2 separate regions of the Mus musculus genome follow, and region 2 is linked to region 1. Evidence: chromatin contacts called from public HiChIP or PLAC-seq data. All regions are on one chromosome and are shown on one strand. The core of a region is the stretch at or near the end of the contact, and the rest is flanking DNA. Distances in the headings are between cores, read along the strand shown. Region 1 has its middle 840 kb from the start of Abca13. Region 2 holds the start of Vwc2 (von Willebrand factor C domain containing 2).

Evidence for each region. HiChIP or PLAC-seq counts read pairs in DNA pulled down with a chosen protein or histone mark.
Region 2: a contact with region 1 is called in an H3K27ac HiChIP or PLAC-seq map of VIP interneurons, with 15 times the contacts expected there. The contact joins the promoter of Vwc2 here to the enhancer-like site in region 1. A contact is called at or near these places in 1 of 39 promoter capture datasets (hippocampal neurons), 3 of 115 datasets of contacts at active chromatin or transcription factors (VIP interneurons, forebrain and stem cell-derived neural progenitor cells) and 1 of 9 other capture datasets (embryonic stem cells).

Annotation. Positions count from the first base shown.
Region 1 is chr11:10,026,892-10,032,900 of GRCm38.p6, forward strand. No RefSeq gene overlaps it. Among named protein-coding and RNA genes, the nearest start is that of Abca13, 840 kb to the left of the region's middle. Within about 2 kb of position 3,285, at least 3 of the 459 cell types and tissues checked have an H3K27ac peak or open chromatin away from gene starts, as enhancers often do. A contact at or near this core is called in VIP interneurons, where this site is marked.
Region 2 is chr11:11,111,084-11,116,976 of GRCm38.p6, forward strand. Vwc2 (von Willebrand factor C domain containing 2) reads left to right here and starts at 2,933. Exons shown (of 4, transcript NM_177033.3): 1 at 2,933-3,426; 2 at 4,728-5,523. The coding sequence starts at 4,831.

The DNA.
Region 1 (6,009 bases), core at 2,035-4,534:
TTTAATTGAATATGCAAAGATGTGATACTCTGTCTTATTAGTAACCAACTGTTCCTCTTACTTTTCAGAGCAAGAATGTGAAGGTGAGTGTATCATGTATCATGAGGCTTTGGTCCTGCCTTGAGGGGCATTGGTCTATGCACAGACAGGCTGTTCTCCAGTCGAGCTAAGGTCTGAACTCTGGAAGGGTGATAATTCACCTACATGACACGGTAAGCCTTCCCTCATGCTCCTAGAACTCTGGCTCCTGCCTAAGTTACCAACCCCCCACAGCCCCCACAAGAGAAGCATGGCTAGAAGTCATGTGGGCATTGTCCCAAGCTTCTGACCTTCAGGCTAAACTCCTCCAAAGTTACCTAGCAACAGAAAAGATAGCAGCTCACTTTAAAAGGGGCTGTTTGGCCCCTCCTTGCTGTCTTATTCCTCTCATTCCTTTGTTCTCTTACCTCTCAATTCTCTCACCCCTCTCTCCTCTCTCTTTGTGTTCTCCTCTCCTCTCCTCTCCTCTCCTCTCCTCTCCTCTCCTCTCCTCTCCTCTCCTCTCCTCTCCTCTCCTCTCCTCTCCTCTCCTCTCCTCTCCTCTCCTCTCCCCTCCCCTCCCCTCCTCTCCTCTCCTCTCTCCCTCCTTACTAGATTTCTCTCTAGCCCCACCTCCCTTCTCTCTTTCTCCCTGCCTTTCTATAATAAAGCTCTAAAACCATAGGCAGTCTCTGCTCATCAAGGATGTGCTCACTCTTGCATGTTTGGGAAGCTCTCTTCCCTGTCTCCCATAACCCTGGGTCTACAGAGAGTAATCCCGGGCCCCCCAGGGTGGGCAGCCCCTTGTCCACCTCCTGACAAGTGGGTCAGAGGCTTGGATGCCCACTTGGGGCTGAGTGGAAAGCATCTGGCAGCCCTCCCATGTCTGCCTGTCCAGATCATAGGTGGAACTCTGTCAGGGTGTGGGTCTTTCCTCCCCCTCTTCCCCTAGGCCCCTTTTTAGTTCCTACAGTGCCTGGCCTTGTTACCTACTCATTATTTTCTTTTAGAATGAGAATTTTTATTCCACACCAATATACATTCGAGGTAAGTAACATTCACTTTGATTTCAGAGCAGCTTACATTTAATACTTTTCTTGAGTCCTAACAGACTTTGAATTTGATATTCTGAAGAGTGTCAGAACTACTGTGAGTATGAGGACTCTTGATGTGGCATTTAACATATTCCATATAATCATAAACATTTAGTGGCTAAATATAGAGTGTTATGGCTTGAGAATCTTGTTTGAATGAATAGAACATATCTAGTGATATTAGGAGTGAGAAGGCTAGGCTGGTTCCATGAGGGGTTTCAAATAGGCAGTTAAGAAGACGAGGCCTAAGAAGTGAGCAATTCCTGGCCAGCCCAGGCCTCAGAAGCTACCCCATCACCTAGCCTGAGGCAAGGAAAATGGGTCAGCAGCAGTTTCCAGACTTCCTCAGCTACTCCTCCAGCAACAGTTTCCAGACCTCCCCAGCGTGTTTCCAGCACCCACACACTGGTAAGGTAATGGAATTTCCATAGAGACGTATCCAACAGATTAACAAAGAGGTCAACTAACCTGGAGTTCCCTAATGTACTTTAAATCAAGACTGCAAGATCACTTGGTTATCTCTCTATTCTGGTAATGGGAGACCCAGTATTTTGGACTTCTGCAGAATAAGACACTGTGCTTACATACTATTTGAGTCTGGGACCCCTACAGGAGGTAGACCTTGGCTACAAGAATTCAGCAGTACAGGCAGGCTTCAGAAGTTCATGCCTATCTCTTGTAAGAGCCATTCTGCTTTCTTCCTGGACTGCTGACAAATAACTAGCCACTCCATTCTCCCACAACCATGTACAGACCTGCCTCTGCCCTCCAGGCCTTCCCAGCCAGGAATAGAATTAAAGAGTTCTTATCCATGAGGCCAAACAAAACTTTCCTCCCTAACAGTGTTTCTATGGTATATTTTGATCACAGCAAATGAAAGAAAAAAGCAACTTACACAAAGACTACAATTTCTACATGTTTAGCCACATGTATGTTTTTCAGTCCAACAATAAAAAGAGTTTTCTTCTTGACTAAGAATGTGCAAGGTACCAGTTTGTGTTCTACCCTATAAGGCAACCCAGTCAGCTACGTAGGTCACAGAGCATGAACCTTTTTGAAGGGCTGTCATAACAAGGTAAGGCTCTGAATGCGGTAAACATATATTACCAGGGACACTACTGTTTTCCAAGCACTTTGGAAGCCTCACTAGTAAAATGTACCCACAAAGTCAGTAAAACAAACCTCCCACTACAACAAGAAACTGGTCTCCAAGAAAAGCCACTCCCAATTCTTTTTATTAAGAAATGGTAGAAACAATCAACACATTACCAGCATTTATGGCAGACCTGGTAACAGCTGCCACAGACCCTTTTTGGTCCATGTCTGCATATAACAGGTCTCTAGTTGCAGGTAGACAAGGAGTCAGCAAATGACAAACAGAAGTGGCACGAGAGAGATTGTGTAGAATCTGAGTGTATTGTTACAAAGTGAACACCAGTCTTACATAATACAGAAAACAAAGGGGTAGGAAGTCACAGCAGGCAAAGTACATTGAAGTTACCTGACGTAAAACAAAGGAGTGACTTCAAAAGGACTTACAGGAACCAGGTAATATTTACAGTAAAGATAAAACAGCTCTGCTTAGGGTCAGCTATGATTTCACACCCTAGTCACAATTTGTGCTACTCCTTTGAGCACTTGTGAAAGCTCTAGAAGACCTTCTCATGAATAATGCAATACCACACACCCCCCCTATTTCCTAGGCCTTGGTAAAATTCTTGAATATGAAGGTAACTTGGCTGTACTTTTAAGTATTTGTAGGGAATCTCCATTTGTCAGAAGAATTCACCAACTTGCTTCTAATATGCAATGTAGCCTGTTATACCTGACTGTACTGAAGATTCTAAGTATACTTTGCTAAGCTTTCCCTGAGATTTCTAACTCTTATCCAGTAAAATACTGTAAGAAAGCATGCAAGACCCTCCACAGTATTGCAGGGACAAATCTGGGGCATTCTAGCTATGGGAATGCCAAGGTTCCAGGAGGCTGAGTTTCATTGAAACTCTTTGCCTCAGGACTGCTTCCAGGTTTTTAGGCCTGTCAAGTGAGTCACTACTGGAGTGGATGTAGCAAACAGCAAGAGAGACAGAGGCTGCAAGTATCCTTGCTGTGTCTGTCTGCCTGGCTGTTAACTTCAGATTTCAGCATTAACAACAACTCAGCAGAAATTTTTGTACAGAATGGATGATTTTAGGCCTGTTCATAGGCTGTGGAATTTGTCTTGGTTTGTCTCCAGCAGCCCATCATGCCTGATTGTCACGTAGTTCTCCAGGGGAAGCTGGCAGCTGGTGATGCAGCTGAGATGATGTTCTTTGCTATCTTCTGATTTCCCTCTGGCTTTTATCTGGTCCTTGAAGGTGAAATACTTTGTAGAGCATTATGTCCAAAATGTTCTCATTTTGTTTAAAACACAACAAACAAAGCATCTGTACACGAATAAAAGTGGCTTGGAGAAATGATGGTACTGGTGGTCCCAGGGCAGGGACTGGGTAGTCAGGGTGGTCGGCACTGCTGACCTCATGCATTTTACTCCATGGTATTTTGTTTTGAAACCTTGAATTACTAATTACTTTCATACACTAATCACAAATTTTGCAGTTGAAAGTCTAGCTAGATGTAAATATAGAGCAATTAATTAACTCAATTTTAAAATTCATGTAGGTTTTTAAATTGGGATTTTAAAAATTATCATGTTCATTCTATAGTTCTAGGACATATTAATTAAGTTCACTGTAGCATTTTTAGATCAGAGATCTCTTGGTGAGATGTGGTTCTATTTTCTGAGTTTTCCCTTCAGATGTCCAGGTGGAGAACAATGGAGAAATTATGGGTTCCCTGGTCTGATCCTTCCCTAAATGTGACCAGGCCTCAATGCACACACAAATGGGAAAGGATGAAGTCAAATCCTGAAATGGTGGGTCAGCAGGATCCTGGTCTAGAAGTGAATGCTATGGGGAGGAGCTCTTCTCTGAAGATTTCATAGTTACAAGTCTTCAATATTACAGACTTTTTAGACTACATTCAATGAAACCGTTTGTTCAGACAGTAGTCCATGAAACAGCTTTTTCTCATATACTATTTCATTGAATACACACACACACACACACACACATGTGTGTGTGTGTGCGTATGTGTGTGTGTGTGTGTGTGTGTGTGTGTGTGTGTGTGTGTGTGTGTGTATGCCTCTGATTCATATATATATATATGAGGAGCCCCTGCCCGCACCCCGGAGAGCAGGGGGGTGGTCGCAGGTTTGCCTTATATGGATATACCTCCCGAGAAGAGGGCCCTGACCTGCCCTCTAATTTGCTTTCCCAGCCCCCTTCCCAGGCTGGCAGCCTACCTCTGTTTCTCCCCCAGTATGTATGTATGTATGTGTATATATATATATATATATACACACACACATACACATATACGCAATATTATGTGGTTGGAAAGATGGCTCAGTGGTTACGAACATTGCTGCTCTTGCAGATTACCCAGGCTACATTTCTAGCATCCATATGGTGGCTCATAATTGTCTATGAGTTATCTGATAACCTTCTCTGGCTTCTGAGGGCCCTGCATGTACAATAGTTCATGCTTCAGGCAAATGTTCACATAAATAAAACAACAACAATAGCAACAACAAAACCCTAAAATCCTATTTGAAAAGAGCACATGAAATTGCGAAGTTAAGCTAGGGGGTATTATGGAAAGAATTGGAGGGGAAGAAGCGCAGAAGAGTTGATGAAAACTCTTATACATGTATGAATTCTCAAATAATAAGCTTAAACAATTGCCTGAAATGCAGAGATCTGCATTGTGAATGCTCACATTATAGATATATACACAACACTGGCATTTTAATTTAATATTTTTACTAATTATTTGATAATTGTATAATGGATGCAATGTATTTTGTTCATATTTCCCTTTTCTGCCAATTCTTCCCAGGTCCAGCCACCATTGTCAACTCCTCTCCTGACTTTACATCTATACACACACACACACACACCATTGAGTTTGATGTGTGCTATCCATTTATGTATAATGGTGTGTGGTCTTGTACTGGAGCATAGTTACCCTACTGGGGACTAAATCTCTAAAAAATAAAATACCCGACTCTCACTCTCTTATCAGCATCAACTCTCAGTAAATAGCTCTTCAGCTACATGTGGATGCTTATGATTTTTCATCCTTTCATGTTGAAATGTTTACTGGATTGATCCTACATGCTTCTTTTACAGACAACCACATCTGCTACGAGTGCATGTCTGTAGTTGTCTTGCCATATCCAGAAGAGACTGTTTCATAACAGTCTCCCCAATCTTTGGCTTTTGCAGTCTTTAATCCTTACTCCAGATATTTTCTTAGCCTTAGAAAGACAGGCGATATAATATAGTTTTTGCATTTGTAGGAACACTCCATAGACATTTAGTATCAGATCTTTGACCAGTTGTGAATTTCTGAGTCTACAGCAGAGGAAATTTTCTCAGCTGGGTCCTTAAATCTATACAACTGTTTGGATACAAAGTTACACAATTAGATGACAGTTTGATACTATGTCTACTTAATAAAATAGTAAGAGTAGCCTCATCAGGGGGAGGTGTGGGTCTCAAACTCCATCAGAAAGCAATTGGCTACACCTATAACATTTCTGTCATTGTTACACTCATGTGTGTATCTTGACAGGTTGGTTCTTGTTGTATTTGGTGGGGTTCACAGGTGGGTAGGACTATTGATAACTTTTCTCCCTAGAAGGTCTACATCGCACCTTCTGTGATTATGGAGTTTGGCTATAGAAAGAGAGCTTCCAGGTTAGTACTAGCTTGATTGCTCCATGATTGGTGATCAAAATGTTTTGTATCTATAGATACAAATTATCAAAGAGCAATTACAATGGCCCATGTTG
Region 2 (5,893 bases), core at 1,683-4,182, 1.1 Mb after region 1:
TGCTGTGCTGGCAAAATCTCCTTTGTTTAGTTGTTGTGTATAGGGGTTGTGGTATGTTATAAGGAGGACAGTATTGCAGTGACAGATCTGATCATGCTCTTTTGGAGAGGGTTGTAGAAGGTCTTTGGAACTTGGGGCTGGGAAAGCCATTGAGTACTCAGAGACCAATGGGATACTCCTAGGAACCTTGGGAGCTAAGAATCCTGAGAGAAATACAGATGATAAAATCCTGGTCTGTGGAGTTTTAGAGAGGGAAGATTAAAGATTCCATCCAGATCGTACACTATTTTGAATTAAGAGTCTGTGTTTCTGGTCAGCTGGAGCAGAAGAAACAGAAATGATTAACAGCAGACCAACACCACTGAAGCAAAACCTTTGCTTTACTGGAGCAATTGGTGCTGATCAGCTGGAGCTAAGAGATAAACACTGTTTAAGAAGAGATCAGGATCATCAAGAAAAACTCTTCTGGGAAGTCTTTCTTTGGAGTCGGCACAGAAAGTTGTGATCCAGAGGCAGCCAAGGCTGTTCCTTATTCCAGCAACCTAACTTGGTAGTGTCAAAGTCACTCATGTGATGCCAACGGATGTCAACGGATGCAGCCTCCGTTGCAGTCAAAGCCCCAGAACTGAATGTGTTATGGAGGGAAGTTAAAGCTTGATCCTGAATAGCATGGTCAGAGTCCCCAAAGAAAGCCCAGGAAAGGCTGGAGATGCCAATATCATGGGACAACCCCCAATGGCAGCAGCAGATGTAGAACAGAGTCAGCAGGAACCTAGGAGATAAGTTCTGTGTGCCTAACCCCCCTGAAGGAGCCCAGAAGATTGTGAATGAATCCCCAGATTTCTGACATTGAGCTTTACAGTGTTGGACTTTCTTGTCTTGCGCGCTGGACTGGCCAGCAGTAACGACGCTGCAACAGGATCCTTCTGCACACGTTTATTGGGAGAGCTTGATTGCAGAGGTGAAGAGACCCGGAGCCCAGAACTGGTGCTGCTTATATAGGCCTAGGAGAGGTGTGTCTCACACCCGGATTGGTTATGCACTATGCCTCATTTGCATGTTCCTCATCTGATTGGCTACTCTCTCTCAGTACCTCATAGAATCTCATTAACATACCTCATTTGCATGTCTCACATCTGATTGGTTATATTCTCAGTACCTCTTTAACATGCCCGGGCTAGGCAGTGACTTGGCAAAAAGCTTTACTGCATATGTACACATTGGTTGTTTGTCCAAACTTATGAGTGGTGGCCAGCAGTAGCCAGCGCCACTCTGCAACGGCACATGTGGCTTCCCACAGGACTTCAGTTTTTCTTTGTTAGAATTGTGACTTTGCCCTGGTTCTTCCCTCTTGGGATAAAAAAATAATAATAATAATAACATTTAATTTCATAGCTCACAGTTGAGAGACTTGAACTTTCAACGAGATTTTGAAGTTTTATAGAGACTGGATTGCTAGAGAGGCTTTGGATTCTAAAAGAGACAAGTTATTTTAAAGAGACTGATTTTTAAAAAGTGCTTGGACTTGTAAAGAATGCAGAACTTTCAGTTATGTATGTTTTATATTGCAATGTTAGTTTTCTTTGGTTTATAGACACTGGGTTTCCCTATGTAGCTCTGACCATCCTAACTCACTCTCTTGCTCTGTAGAGCTGGCTGGCCTCTAATTCAAGATTCACCTGCCTCTCGGGGATTAAGGTGCTGGGATTAAAGGTTTATACTACCACCACCTGGCACAATATTAATATTAACAACCCATCTTGGGAACAAATGAGAAAGGAAAGGTTCTAACTGAAAAGTGATGGTCTGTATGTCACTTGACAAGGGGTTAATCGTCCGGATTGGTTTTTATTTTAACTTGAGACAAGCTGGAGTCATTTTCGAGGAAGGAACAGCAACCAAGAAAATGCCTGCATAAGATCAGGCTGTAGACAACCTTTATGACAATTGTCTTAATTAGTGATTGGTGTGAGGTAGAAACCCATTGTAAGTGGTGCCACCCTTGGACTGTCAGTCTAAGAAGGCATGCTAAACAAGTCTTGAGGAACAAGCCAGCAAATTATCTTGGTCATAGAGATTCCCTAAATTTTTGCCAGTGTGCATGTGGCTATATGTAAGGAAAAGCAGCCTCCCAAGGAATTTCCAGGTCTTATTCTTTCAGGTCTCCACTTAAACCTTGATTCATCAACTACACAGAGGCGGAGAAAATAGTTCCTTCACTCCCAAAGGCCTGACCCTGCAAAGTTGTGTGTCCCTATCTGAGCACCGTTGGCATGGAGAGTAACCACTGTCCAAGAAATAGATATTTCCTTAGACATCTCACTTTGGAGATTAATTTGAACATATACCACTGGCCTTTAGTCCTTTATCCAAGAAAGGAAAAAAAAAAAAAAAAAAGCAGATTCTGCCTTCAAGATCAAAGGGGAGCGAACTGACATCAGCATTCGAAGAAGCCAGCAGCAGCTGCAGCAGCCAGCCTCTGTGGTAGAGGAGAACCAGAGTGTATGCTGTTTGAAATCTTCCACCTTTCTTGTTCGTCCTTGTCTGTTCCTCTGGGTTTCTGGATGTAAAGGTGGAATAAACCTCCCTACAGTCTCTGCTAACACATCCTTGGAATTCCAAACTCAACAGTTTGGTTTACATTTCCAACAGCAGCAAAAGCAATCTGTTCACTGAGAGCAAAGCCAGAGGGGGCCAATTAGGGGAGAGGATTTTAAAGAAAAGAATAAACAGAAAGAAGAAAAGCTAAGATGAAAGGTCCAGAGGGGAGTGAGTGACAAGTCTGAGAAGGAAGCCTGAGTGAGCCTGACAGGTGGGCTGAGCAGCGGCTGCCAGGGCAGCGCGTGCTGCTCAGGTTTCCTACCCACCGAGGGCAGGGCAACGCCAGCCCTGGTGGCGACGCCTCGTGAGCGTGGGCAGCGGAGGAGGGAGCGGGGTGTGAGCCCTACGCTAGGCAGCTGCGACAGGCGGCGGGCGTGCGGCTCTCAGCCAGCCTGAATCCCATTGGCCCTCGGGACGCGCTCCGAGCTGCTCCTCTCCCCCAGGGCGCAGAGGCTGCCCACTGGTCCGCGAGCTCGGTTTGGAGAAATTCTTTGCCTGGCTAGCAAGGAGAGCAAGACTGGGCTCTGGCGACTCCCTAGAGCACGCTTCATGGTGGAGACTCAGGGAGGAGAAACCCAGGGATGACAGGCAGAAGGCAACACGGGCACTGACAGGACTCCAAGAAGGCTACCGGCCACCAGCAGCCAGATGAACAGGCTGGGTCAAATGCTCTAGCTAGGTGCATGCGCCTGGTGGAGCGCGCAGGTCGGACTGTGCTCTCCGCGGTCCGCCCTGCGCTGGTGCCCGGCCGGTACCAGGATGGGCACTGGAGCCCCAGGGCCGCGCCCGCTACAGCCCGGCGTCCCTCCTGCGTCCTGAGCTCATGTATGTAGGTGCCACTCCGCCGGGGTGAGGGTGCATGTTGGAGGTCCGCACCGCAGGCATGGGGACGCCCCCGGAAAGTACTCTATGGCCGATCTGAAGGAGAGGACCCCTTCCTGCCTGCCAAGTTTTAAATATGGGCGACTCGCCCTGAGCTGAGGTCCACTGGCATTGGCGGTGAGCCAGAGGCCAGCCTTAATTGGAGTCCTAATAGAAAGGGCTGGCAGAGATAGAGGGGGACAGAGGCACTGGTGCGCACGGAGAGGGTGAGTGTTTGGCAGAAGCAAATAGAGACTGGAATGTCTGTACCCAGCGATGCCTGGGGGGCTCTAGACTCCTTTGGGTGGCAGAAACTTTGAGATCCACAAAAGGCTGGAAGAGGCCCTTCAGTAAGATAGCCTTGGCCCTAGTCCTATGACCCTGCACTCCCCTCCTTCCTTCTCAGTACTCCCTGGGCGAGCATCACTTATCCATCACCAAGACCCCTCCAGGTTATTTGCTACTCCAAGATAGCGCTCTAGCCGGAAGCAGCGCTCACAGTCACCCTCCACATCTCCTAGTGAAGAGCCAATACTGGAAGTGGGGTAGCGGCTAAGGAGTAAAGCCTCAGGAATCCTGGACCCGGCCAACCAGGCAAAGCCCAGATAGTGCCTAGGTTAGAGAACAGAGGGGCATGTACTCCCTAGAGAGCAGGCATCTAAGAAGTTACAAATGAGTTGTGGGGTCTTCAGAGTAGCAGCAAGGTTTTGGTTTTGTTGGAAGGGGGTGTTTTTCTTTTTCTCTCACTTCTCCCCCAGCTTCCTTTCCATGCACAAACCCCTTGGGCAGGAGAGGAAGGGTTTCTCTTTAATTTGCGCGCACGTTTGTCAGTCTCCAACTCCACTGCGGAATTCTCTGTTTAGAAACCTGCGGGAAATGCGGCCAAGACTTAGGGAGGGCCAGCCCAGGTGCCAGGATTTGAGCTTTGAGTGCAAGCCTTGCAGCCCGCACCCGCCCGACTTGCTGCATTTTTCTGGGCTCCGCATCCTAACGGTGACCATCTCCAGCACTAATCTCCACTGCAGGAGACCCTCGCGGCCGGTGTTTTTCTCCAACTTGGCTTGCTGTGTATTCCTGCACATGTGTGATGTCTGAGAACCTCGTTATATACCAGACACTGGGCAAGTTGCCCCCGCCCCCGGCGTCCAGCTCGTTAATCTAGAGGGATGCTAGAGCCCGGGCGGCGCCGGGTCGGGAGGGGGCTACGGCGGGGCCGAGGTGCGCGCGAGCCGCGGAGCTCAGTTGTACTGCTGTTCTCTCCGCAGGGACGGCGACTCCAGGCTGGCAGCGGCGCGCCCCCGGGCTGTGAATGCGACTCGCTCATCGTCCGCGCTCCCCGCCCGCCCGCCCGCCGGGACGTGGTAGGGGATGCCTAGCTCCTCTGCGATGGCAGTTGGCGCGCTCTCCAGTTCCCTCTTGGTCACCTGCTGCCTGATGGTGGCTCTGTGCAGTCCGAGCATCCCGCTGGAGAAGCTGGCCCAAGCTCCTGAGCAACCCGGCCAGGAGAAGCGCGAGCACGCGTCTCGGGACAGCCCGGGGCGGGTGAGCGAGCTCGGGCGCGCCTCGAGGGACGAGGGCAGCAGTGCCCGGGACTGGAAGAGCAAGGGCAGCCGCGCGCTCTCGGGCCGGGAGGCGTGGAGCAAGCAGAAGCAGGCCTGGGCTGCCCAGGGCGGGAGCGCCAAGGCCGCGGACTGGCAGGTCCGGCCTCGCGGGGATACCCCACAGGGGGAGCCCCCGGCCGCCGCCCAGGAAGCTATCAGCCTGGAACTCGTTCCCACACCGGAGCTGCCTGAGGAATACGCCTACCCGGACTACCGCGGGAAGGGCTGTGTGGACGAGAGTGGCTTCGTGTATGCGATCGGGGAGAAGTTCGCCCCAGGTCCCTCAGCCTGCCCGTGTCTGTGTACGGAGGAGGGGCCCCTTTGCGCACAGCCAGAGTGCCCACGGCTTCACCCGCGCTGCATCCACGTCGACAACAGCCAGTGCTGTCCGCAGTGCAAGGAGAAGAAGAACTACTGCGAGTTCCGGGGCAAGACCTACCAGACTTTGGAGGAGTTTGTGGTAAGAGGCAAGCGCCTGCTGGCGACTTGGCACCTTCTGAAAAGGGGCACAATGGCTTTGGTTCTGTGGCATATCCCCACCCCACCCCTCTCTCTTTGAAGAGAATGATCTCCCTCATTCTCAGAAGTAGAGGGCAGTTTGGTACCCCTTTAAGATGCCCTTTCTTCCGTGCTGGGATAGTCCTTGGTAGAACTATGTGGGCACTCTTTATTGGCTGATCAGGTATTTGCTGTAAAAAGGTTACTTTGGACTGAAGCCTTGACACTAAGGGAACAGCTGCGGGGGTTATTGGCTACACTTTCAGCATGAATTCATTGCTCCTAATTTAGAAGTGAAGTGCTCAACCTGTTTTCAAACACGGTGTAAATTA